Linked DNA regions of Gossypium hirsutum: all the other regions are linked to region 1. Evidence: chromatin contacts called from public Hi-C data. All regions are on one chromosome and are shown on one strand. The core of a region is the stretch at or near the end of the contact, and the rest is flanking DNA. Distances in the headings are between cores, read along the strand shown.

Region 1 (2,527 bases), core at 13-2,512:
GAAGAGAAGTATTAGACTGCCTCCTCTTAAAGAACCTCAATGTCATTACACCAAAGATCTCCAACTTTTAAAGTAGAAATTCTGTTTAAATTTTGCCTAACGAGTGCTTATTATGGAAGAATTTCGTATTCTAGTCTCCAAACTGAATCCAATCTATTCTCAATTTTTGTTTCCATAGTAAATCTTCCTCATCAAGGACCTTTTCATACTCAACACGCAAATTACATTCAAGTTCCAAAAGGAAACTTGAACACCTCCGGTCTAATGCAGCTTGAACCTTATCAATACGATGAGCAAGCCAGTGTTTCTTTCTAACAATAAGACCAAAAACCTTAGAATTTCATCTTTTTAGTTCCGTAGTGAGTGAGCCAAGATTACCCGATATGTCCGCCCCATATCTCCAATTGTCACGAACAAGTTGTGCAAAAGACGGATGATTAACCCAAGGGGCTAAGAAATGAAAAGGCCTATTATTCCGAGCTTGTTTGGGGGAGTTCATGGATAACAAGATGGGTTTATGATCTGATTTTAAGCGAGGAAGATGAAAAACAGTCGCTTCTGGGAAACACTGACACCACTCACTATTCCTGTAATCTCCCCAATCCGACCTACACATTAGACCCAAATTTAGAAGATCATATTAGTCATCGAGATGACCTAGCAGGGTTATCGGAGCTTTTGAAAATAGTTTTTTTAAAATATTTGTTCAATTCAGTAAAAAATTCAGTTATAATCCGATTTATTATCCTCAAAATCTTAATTTTAATTTGGCAGCAGAAAAAAAACGGTGAAAGGAGGAAAGGGGAAGAAAGAGGGAGGTGCTTGGAGTCATTTGGCCCCATGTTTCCTGCAACGTAGCTGCCATTTCTTACTGAACGACTTGCTGCTTTAGTTTCTGGTATTGGATCATGAAAGCGACTGCCACACTTGAAAAAAAAAGCCATAAACATTGACAATATAGTCTAAATGGGGTCGCTTTCATCTAATATAATGTAATAAAGCTAAAATGGTGAAAAGAGGAAGTGCATGGAGTCCCGCGAAATCAGTGATCATATCTTAATCACAGAAGAAGACTAAAAAACACAAATTAAAGTGAAGGGGGTCCCTTCTAATGACCAAAAAATCCAAGCGCCTTGACTTCTTGGCCCAAACCATCCAATCACCTTTGATCCCACTCTTACCTATGCCATTGCCAACCCCCTCTATCACCAGAATTCAACTTTTTAAGTTTCCCAAATAAAGGTGTGTTCATAGTTTGAGATCGAGATTTGGAGCCCTATCAAACACACCCTATGAGGGTTTTTTTTTTCAGGTTTAAAGACCAGCAATGGACTACTTTTAGACTAACAACATTGAATCCGAAATACAATTGGCGGTGGTACCTGGAAAAGCATAAGAGTAAAATCACAAGGGAAAATTCACTTTTTAAAAATCCTATTCCAGCTATATGCGACAATATTTCACCATCATCCTTGACAGTCGATTTCCTGAACAGTATTAGCTGCCTTGTGCTTGGTGGGGGCGTTTTTAGATAATGGAAAACAACAGCACATCACTTGTTACATAGAGAAGAGAATATGAAAATTTCTACACAACAGGTGGTTCCTAAGCTAATGATTGTCTCCCTAGTTTTTGATACTCAAAACAAAAATCATTACTGCAAGAATCGTTTGTTAAGACAGATGCTACCCTCATTAATTTTGCACACACTTGTGTTTTGCAGTTACATTCTTTGTTCTTCTGCTGAAGAGACCATAACATCAAACAGTTCGATCAGTGATGGTGAAGGAGATAGCCTGGTTTCGCCAGGAAAAAAGTTTGAACTTGGATTTTTTCCTCCTAATGGAAGCTCCAACACCAGGAGATACTTGGGGATATGGTATTATGGCTCAAACCCGCAAACGGTCGTATGGGTTGCCAATAGAGACAAGCCACTTTTAGATGATAGTGGAGTCTTTGTTGTTGGAGAAGATGGCAACCTCAAGATGCTGAATGGAAATGGGGAATCTTTCTGGTCAACGAATCTTAAAGCAGTGCCTTCTGGATATAAAAAAGCCAAACTGACAGATACTGGGAACCTGGTGCTCTTCAATGAAGAACAAGAAAGCCACTCAGAAAGCATTATATGGGAGAGTTTTCATAATCCCACTGATACATTTCTTCCAGGGATGAGAATGGATGAAAATATGGTACTAACTTCTTGGAAAAGTTTTGATGATCCAGCTCCAGGGAATTTCACATTTCAGATAGACCAAGAAAGAGTAAACCAGTTCATTATTTGGAAAAGAACAACAAGGTATTGGAAAAGTGGTGTTTCTGGTAAATTCATTGGCCCTGATGGGATGCCTTCAGCCATGCCATCAGCAATTTCTTTCTTTTTGTCAAATTTTACCACTGTTGTACTCCACAACGAGTCCATGCCACATCTTACCTCGTCATTATACAGCGATACAAGGATGATTATCAGTTTCTCCGGTCAAATTCAGTATTTCAAGTGGGATTCCAGGAAGATCTGGTCCGTGATTTG
Region 2 (2,527 bases), core at 12-2,511, 170 kb after region 1:
CATCATCCATGGAGCCCTTAAATTTAACAACCATACCTTCCAAAACTGACATCATATCCTTCGATCTATTAGCTTTCTTGCCCCCATGGGTCTCCCTAGGCTCAATCTACTTGTCTACTTCTTTCATTATCTTAATCAGTGCTTTACCGAACATTAGCTTTGATACCAACTATCAAGGGGTTAGAACTTTAGTCTGACAAACCGTGTGGCCTTAGGCGATTCCTTTGCTTCAAATCCGCCTAAGTCAACCTATCTCTTAAAAAGGTAAAAATTCTCAAGGAAAATTCTCTAAGGCACCAAAATAAAGCAGAAGTAAACTCTCGAGCGAAGAAGCAAAAAGTGAATAGAAAAGCTACAAGATAACTAAACACAAATAGGTGTTTAAATATAATATACAATAAATAATTAAAACATAATGTTTGAAATTAATTATTAACAAGTGTGCCTTGGTCATAAGCTCCTTTGCGCAACTCATGACATATGTGTGTGGACACGATGTATTTAGAACACAAATAGGTGTTTAAATATAACATACAATAAATAATTAAAATGTAATGTTTGAAATTAATTATTAACAAGTGCAATATGTACAATATTAAATTGAAAAAATAAAACGTACAGTGTTGTCATCAATCTTGAGTTAGTGTTGAGCTGACTTGTGACACCAACTCAATCAACAACATTATCAATATATACAATTGATGGAGGTAATAAAGTGTACATAATAAAATTAAAATATACAAATAAATAAAAATAAAACTTTAATTGAGTGGTAAATTAAAGTTTTTAAATGCAATTGGTTCGGATTCAAATCCCACTATTTGCATATATATATTTATTATTTTTAAAATTAAAAAATTAAAATCCTTCGAATAATATAACTTATTTTAATTATGAAAGTGTATGTCCGAAATTTCCCTAACCGAGTTGGTCACTTAATTAAGAGTAATATAGAAAATTATGTCTGAGAAAAAAATTATTTAAAACTTATTTGAAGACTTGAATTTTCAAATACCAAAAATTTAATTCTGGGCTAATTTTCTTTTAGAAAACTTGAAAAGTAGAAAAACATATATAGCTTTTGCGGTAAGAAAAGCTCTTCCATTGGGCAAAGCCCAGTAAGCATAGAACATCCCTACAGACTGTTGATGCACCAGCAGACTATGGCGGCTGGGCTTTCCACATGGTAGCTCATACAAGTCGATTAAAAAAATGAATGAAAATCCAATAAATTGCGCCACTTTTAGCATTAAAGTAAGCCCAACAATCATAGCCTTGTTATTCGAGAGTACTTTTCTCTCCCAAAACTCTCCATCTTTCATCTTTATCCCCCTTCTCTGCATCATATCCCAGCTCCCCAAAAAATATAACCCCCTTTTTAATCTACGCACTTTCAGAATCTCACTTGCCGACGCCGGCGCCGACAACTTTCCTCTCCATCGTCCGTCTTCGCACAACAAGAAAGAAAATATTTGATTCGGGATTTTTTTGATTAAATTTATGAATTAATGACCCTATGTTGTATTGTTTCATTTTTTTGGGTTTGATCTTCTCTTATATAGCAAATAAATCTTAGTTATTATAATTATTGTTTGTATGTTTTTTTTTGTGTAGACATAAAAAATTAAAATTAAAATATAGGTATAATTTTTATATATTAAATTTAATATCATATCATATCATATTTATTTTATTTCATCATTTTTTCATATTTAGTAAATGTCTCCTGTTTAATACAAAATCTAACATTTTTTTTTATATTTAAAATTCCTTGGCACATTATTTAATTTGCTCCAACTTGCTATATTATGAGTTTAGAAAGGATAATTTCCCTTTTTATGGATTGAAATTAAAGGTCTTCCTTTACATATTAAAAAAAATCAATATTTTAGAAATTGATAATAAAATGAAGATCTTAATATTTTTTAGGGTTGATTTTATTGGAACATTTCATAATTATTCTAAAAGGTCCATTAATATTAAAAAAAAAATACAATCCGAGTCAATTGGTTTGAAGGCGTAGGAGGGATACTGAAGAGCTGAAGGGTCAAAAACTCCGAAAATGTCCTCACTAGTATTATACGATTCAACATACGGTCCTACTTCTCCTTCTCAGTTCTCATTTGTAATTACGTATAAATAAGAGGGGTATTATTGTACTTTAAAAGAATTCACCTCTTAAATCCGTAAATTTCACAATCAAAGGTTAAAGATGGTTTAAAGGGGGAAAAAATACAAAGAAATTTACATCACGAAGGTTTCCTCTTTCAGACCAATAACACGAAGGCGAGAGAATACATTACAACACCGAGGAGGAAAAAAATAAAAAGATAAATAAATAATAGGAGAGCCAAATAAAAAGAGGGATTTGATAGAATTTTCGTTTTCATTTTTATTTTATAATTTCTATTATTATTTCTGTTTGTTTGGCGCAAAGATTTCTATTCACGCAGCAGCTCTCAAGTTGGTCGTCGTTTTCTCTCGATCTGTTCTTCACGTTCGTCGAGTTATAGCTTTCTCTCACGAT
Region 3 (2,527 bases), core at 18-2,517, 140 kb before region 1:
TATGATAGGGATACTAGATTGGTTTGAAAATTTACATACATGACGAGTACTATTATATCGATAATAGTTGAATTGTTAAAATATTAATCATATAAAAATATATTTTTTACACCAACATAAGTGAATCCCATATTAAAACTTTTATGTTTTGATATTTTAAAATGTTGTTAAAAAATATTTAAACACCATTGATTCATTCATTAGCCTACTTTTTATGGTTTTATGCTATTTTAGTATGATATTAGATATCTTTGTTGCCCTGGACTGAGAGATAGTGATGGTTGATGAAGTTCTTGGACAAAATCTAATTTGTTTGATATATCCTGAAAAAAAGTTTCTTTTGTGTTGTTAGATTTGGATTATGCTAAATGACGAAACAATGAGGTGTTCCAGCAGGACTGCATTTGCAACATTACCCACCATTCACTCAACTGCCTAATTGACTTTATTTCCCCCTGTCTTGTCTTACATTAAACCAAATCAAACTGGGCGGCGCTACCAAGACTCTGACATGAATGCGTGGCGGCATGTATGGTCCTGCTGTGGTGAAGCCCAGCACTCTAAACCCAATATCTGGTCTACCAAAAAAGCTGCATAGTGAATTTGTTGTCAATTTTTCTTATTTGAATCTTTCATTATGAATGCTGCAATTTCATTTTTTATTTCATTCTCACTTGTTGAATGAGTTTGATTTCCACTAATTGCCTGGTTTTTCTTAATCGTTCGATAGGAGTAAATTTTACTTGAATTTTTTTTAATATATATATATTTGGAAAATATTTTTAGTTCAAATTTTGATTTTTTTTTTAGATTCCAAATATTCTGACTATACTTATCTTGTAAATAATTATAAGTACAAGCTAGCCATAACAAGCCACTGTATTTAAAATCATGAGTTTACTATCAAGAAATTAAAACTTGTAAAAATGACTTTGGGGTGAAATCCGGTTGAGTTGAGTCACTCGAGCTCAAATAAAAAAGTATTTTTAAGTTCGAATTTGATTAAGTTTATTTACTAACTTTCTTATTAAAATTTGAGCTTAAAGTCAGACACAATAATTAAGCATAGGGTTATTATCAAATTTAGAAACAAAAAATTATTTAAAAAATATATTAAAAATAAAAAGTTTGATAAAGTTTATGAACCATTCAAATCAAGTATTACCAAATTTGAATGCAGCTCAATCAATAACTTGAGCTCTACTCGATAAATATCAAATCGAGTTCGAATTTTTTTAATTAAACATGTTGAATGTGTTTTCAGTATTTTGTTTCCATGCCTCGTGAAATCATTCCAGGATGAAAGACTTCTACTTGGAGTAGCGACAACTAAGCATGCCCTACGCCTTTGAACTCACGCTTATGGTTGAGTCAGTCAACAAAAATCAGTGCTCCTCATCATTACTAATTTCTTGTAGAAATCGTGGAATTGGGGGCAACCTTACATCCATAACCCCTTCTAGGATTTGAACTACCTGGCACATTGATGGCTTTTGGATTTCATTATCTTGGATATACCAACAAGCTAGTTTACATGTTCTAGAGAGTTCTTCTAAATTGGCATCTCCATTCAGTCTGTTATCTAAGAGTTTGAGGAGGTAAGTGCCTTCGTTCTCTTGTCTAGCAGCCCAAAGTGGAAAGAATGTACCTTCCTCATAAACTGTTTGTTCGGAGTTTTTCCTTCCTGATACAAGTTCCAAAAGCATCATTCCAAAGCTGTAAACATCAGCTTTGGGTGTTATAGCCACTCCTGATATCCACTCTGGTGCCAGATAACTCACTGTCCCTCTCATGGTGGACAGGACCCGACTAAACTCTCGTCCTAGAAGATTTGCTAGTCCAAAATCTGCCAATTTTGAACAATTGTCAACATCTAAAAGAATGTTTTCTGGCTTGATGTCACAGTAAATGATACTGTTTACACAATTCTCATGGAGATAAGCCAGTCCTCTTGCTGCACCAAGGGCAATTTGGTATCTTGTTTGCCATGAAATCGTATACCAACAACTTTCTCGAACCCTCCAAGCAGAACCCTCGAAGACGAACGAGATTAATATGATTGGTCTTCCCAATTGTATTGACTTCTGCACGAAATTGTTTCTTTCCCTGATTGATGCTCTCAAGCTTCTTCACTGCTATAGTACTTCCATCTGGCAAAGTCCCTCTGAAAACAGTTCCAAAGGCTCCTTTTTCCCATTTTTTCAGAGAATTTCTTGGTTGCCTTGTGTAAATCTCTGTATCCAAAGACCATGAGTGGACCTTCTTCCGGTTCTGGAGTGATATTTGTGTCCTCCCTTTCATAATTGCAAGAATCATTAGGCCTACAAGTAGTAGTCCTACTGAAAAAGCAATTGCAATAACAATCACTCTCTTCCTATTTGTGGAACTAGATTCATTAGAAATATTAGAATCCATCATCTTGTCCAAGTTGTTTCAGACTCAAGAGGCCTCCAATCCAAATAGAACAGTGATTGTCTTCATAAGCATAAGCATAAGCAGTACAAGAGCGATTCTTTAGACAGGTTGA
Region 4 (2,527 bases), core at 19-2,518, 140 kb after region 1:
AAACTGGTGAATAAAAACAAAATTTGAGACATGAAACATTAAAGCACCCTAACAACAGCAATAAATGAAAAGGGGGAGGGGGGCAAGGTGAAAGAAAACAGAACAGAAAGCCCTACACACTTTTGGACTAAAATGGAGAGAACATGGTGATTCTCTAGAAAGAAGAACAAGAGCTAAATGAACTTGTGACCCACATCTTTGCAGTGTAGGTAGGGAATTAAATGTTTAGAATGAAAAATTCTAGAGAGTAAAATTTACAAGAGAATGTGACAATAAATTCCACATTTCTCACAGTGCAAAAATCTTAGACACACAAAACAAAAGCATGCCTATAACCTATGCAAAATCTCAAACACTATATGTTCATAATAACAACTTTTTTTTTTGGCATTTTGAAGAGAAAGCTAGAAACCCTAAAAGAAAAGGTGTTCCTTTTTACCATAAAAGAAATAACTTTATAAGAACATAATTACCTTGTCTAGTAGGAAAGTCTCCTCTCCATTGATATCTGCTTCAAGATCACAGCAAACTGCCATAACCCAGAATAAACAAAACTCACCTCAAATCAAGAGATTTTTTTGTTTTTGGAACTTGTATCAGAAAATCACCGAAAAGAAAAAAACTTTTTTCACCACCCAACAAGACAAAGCCAAAAGGGAAGTGAGGAGAAGCACAGAAAAAGTCACAGAACCATATATAAGAATTCTTTAGATGAGGAAGAAGACAAATAGAAACCAGCGATTATACAGACTAAATTATCCAAAAAGAAAAAGAAAAAGAAAAGATTCCATAGTCAATGAACTGACTTTGGTTCAGCAAAATGAGGGAGTAGTAATAGAGAAAACTAAAAAAGGAGTGCAACACCAAGAAGCGACAGTCACAGTGTGTGTGTGTAAAGACAAAGAAGAGATATTAGAATATCATAAGGCCAGTAGTAATTTAACCAGAGAAAATAGAAGACAGAGAGAGAGAGAGCGGGAGGGAGACTATAAACTATAAACAGTTGTCGTGTGACCACTAACCTCAACCTGACATTCTTGCTAAAAGAAAGTACTTTTGTATGTAATAATATAGTGATAATTTCTTTGATTTAAAATATTAAAAAAGTGGGAATAATTGTATATATTATACTAAAAAACAGTGAGTTTTCTTGGGGAGAGGGGAGGAGGACCCTCTTATAAAGCTTCGAACCCAAGCTTTTTCGTTGGCTTTTCCTTGTCTCTCGTCCCATTTTCCTCGTCGCCAGTCTCTCTAGACCCGTGCACCCCCCACCACCCAATTTCATACTTAAATATTTTTTATATTTCTTTTATATAATTAAGCTATCATTGATATGCTAACCCTCTCACGAGTTAAGAGATATTCTTACATTTTCAATCTAATCATAGCCCTTAACTCCCTCGTAAAGGTGATTATGAGTTGGGTGATCCGACCCGGCCCGACAGCCCATTCAAAATATGATAGGATTTGTGTAAAAATATAAGTTTGAAATATGGGTTTGGACAAAAAATAATGCCCGTTTAGAAAATAGACCGGGCCTTAGGCAAAAAAATTTTTGGCCGAGCCCGGCCCGACCCAAATATATAATAAATATATATTTTTATTTTTAAATTACATTTCTCATTTCCCTTTAGACATTTAGTATTTATATAATAAATATATATAATAAATATTTTTTTATTTTTTTATTTTAAAGTATTTTAAAATACTTTTTTTATTTTTTATTTTTAAAACACATTTCCGAATATAATAAATTGGTTGCAAAAAGGACGATGAGGATGATGTTTCTTCGGTTGCTTTTTAGGACACTTCCTTTTTAATTGTTGAAAATTTATTTTAGCTTACAATTTATATTTTGTTATAAAATTAAATATGTTATTGGTTAATGTATAGATATTTTAGTTGGTTGATTATATTTTGTAGGTTTTTTATACAATTTTGGTGTTTACTAAAAAAAACGGACCGGGTCGGACCGGGCTTGGGCTTAGGAATTTTTTCTCGGGCTGGGCCTGGACAAAATTTCAAGCCCATATTTTGGGCCAGGCCGGGCCTGGTCCTAGGATGCTAGCCAAACATTTTTTTTTGGCCTGGCCCATGATCACCTCTACTCCCTCGCATATTTTTTTAAGGGATAAAATGTGCTTATAGTCCCTGTACTTTTCAAAAATTAAGAATTTAGTTATTATACTTCTATTTCTAGAAATATAGTCTCTCTGCTTTTGAAATTTTAAAATTTAGTTTCAATAGTTAACACTATTAATTTTTTTAGTTAAATTTGTTGTGACATTTTGAAATTAAAAAACTACTCACTCGGTAGCCATGTAATTAAAAAAAGATATTGTAATTAACCTACACTTAACAAAAAAATTTAATAGTTGGACCTAAATTTTGAAATTTAAAAAAAAGAGGGACTAAATTCCTAAAAATACAAGTACAAGGACTAAGTTCTTAATTTTTGAAAATTACAAGGATTATGGACATATTTTAACCTTTTTAAATATGCGATAAGTCCTTGTACATTTTGTAA

Evidence for each region. Hi-C and Micro-C count contacts between places; a contact is called where the count stands out from the background.
Region 2: a Hi-C map of leaf shows a contact between it and region 1, with 2.3 times the contacts expected there. The contact joins the promoter of LOC107887775 here to the promoter of LOC107886919 in region 1. A contact is called at or near these places in 5 of 34 Hi-C or Micro-C datasets (callus and leaf).
Region 3: a Hi-C map of leaf shows a contact between it and region 1, with 2.2 times the contacts expected there. The contact joins the promoter of LOC107909314 here to the promoter of LOC107886919 in region 1. A contact is called at or near these places in 13 of 34 Hi-C or Micro-C datasets (hypocotyl, leaf and petal).
Region 4: a Hi-C map of leaf shows a contact between it and region 1, with 1.5 times the contacts expected there. The contact joins the promoter of LOC107886913 here to the promoter of LOC107886919 in region 1. A contact is called at or near these places in 3 of 34 Hi-C or Micro-C datasets (callus and leaf).

What each region holds. Positions count from the first base shown.
Region 1 is chrD02:66,529,567-66,532,093 of Gossypium_hirsutum_v2.1, forward strand. LOC107886919 (G-type lectin S-receptor-like serine/threonine-protein kinase At4g03230) reads left to right here and starts at 1,263. Exons shown (of 8, transcript XM_016811019.2): 1 at 1,263-2,527. The coding sequence starts at 1,578.
Region 2 is chrD02:66,702,154-66,704,680 of Gossypium_hirsutum_v2.1, forward strand. LOC107887775 (histone-lysine N-methyltransferase ATXR3-like) reads left to right here and starts at 1,262. Exons shown (of 22, transcript XM_041089038.1): 1 at 1,262-2,527.
Region 3 is chrD02:66,388,677-66,391,203 of Gossypium_hirsutum_v2.1, forward strand. It overlaps LOC107909314 (universal stress protein PHOS34), which reads left to right and starts at 1,268. Exons shown (of 3, transcript XM_016836792.2): 1 at 1,268-2,527. It also overlaps the pseudogene LOC107907783.
Region 4 is chrD02:66,667,543-66,670,069 of Gossypium_hirsutum_v2.1, forward strand. LOC107886913 (BTB/POZ domain-containing protein At3g22104) reads right to left here and starts at 1,269. Exons shown (of 3, transcript XM_016811012.2): 1 at 474-1,269. The coding sequence starts at 536.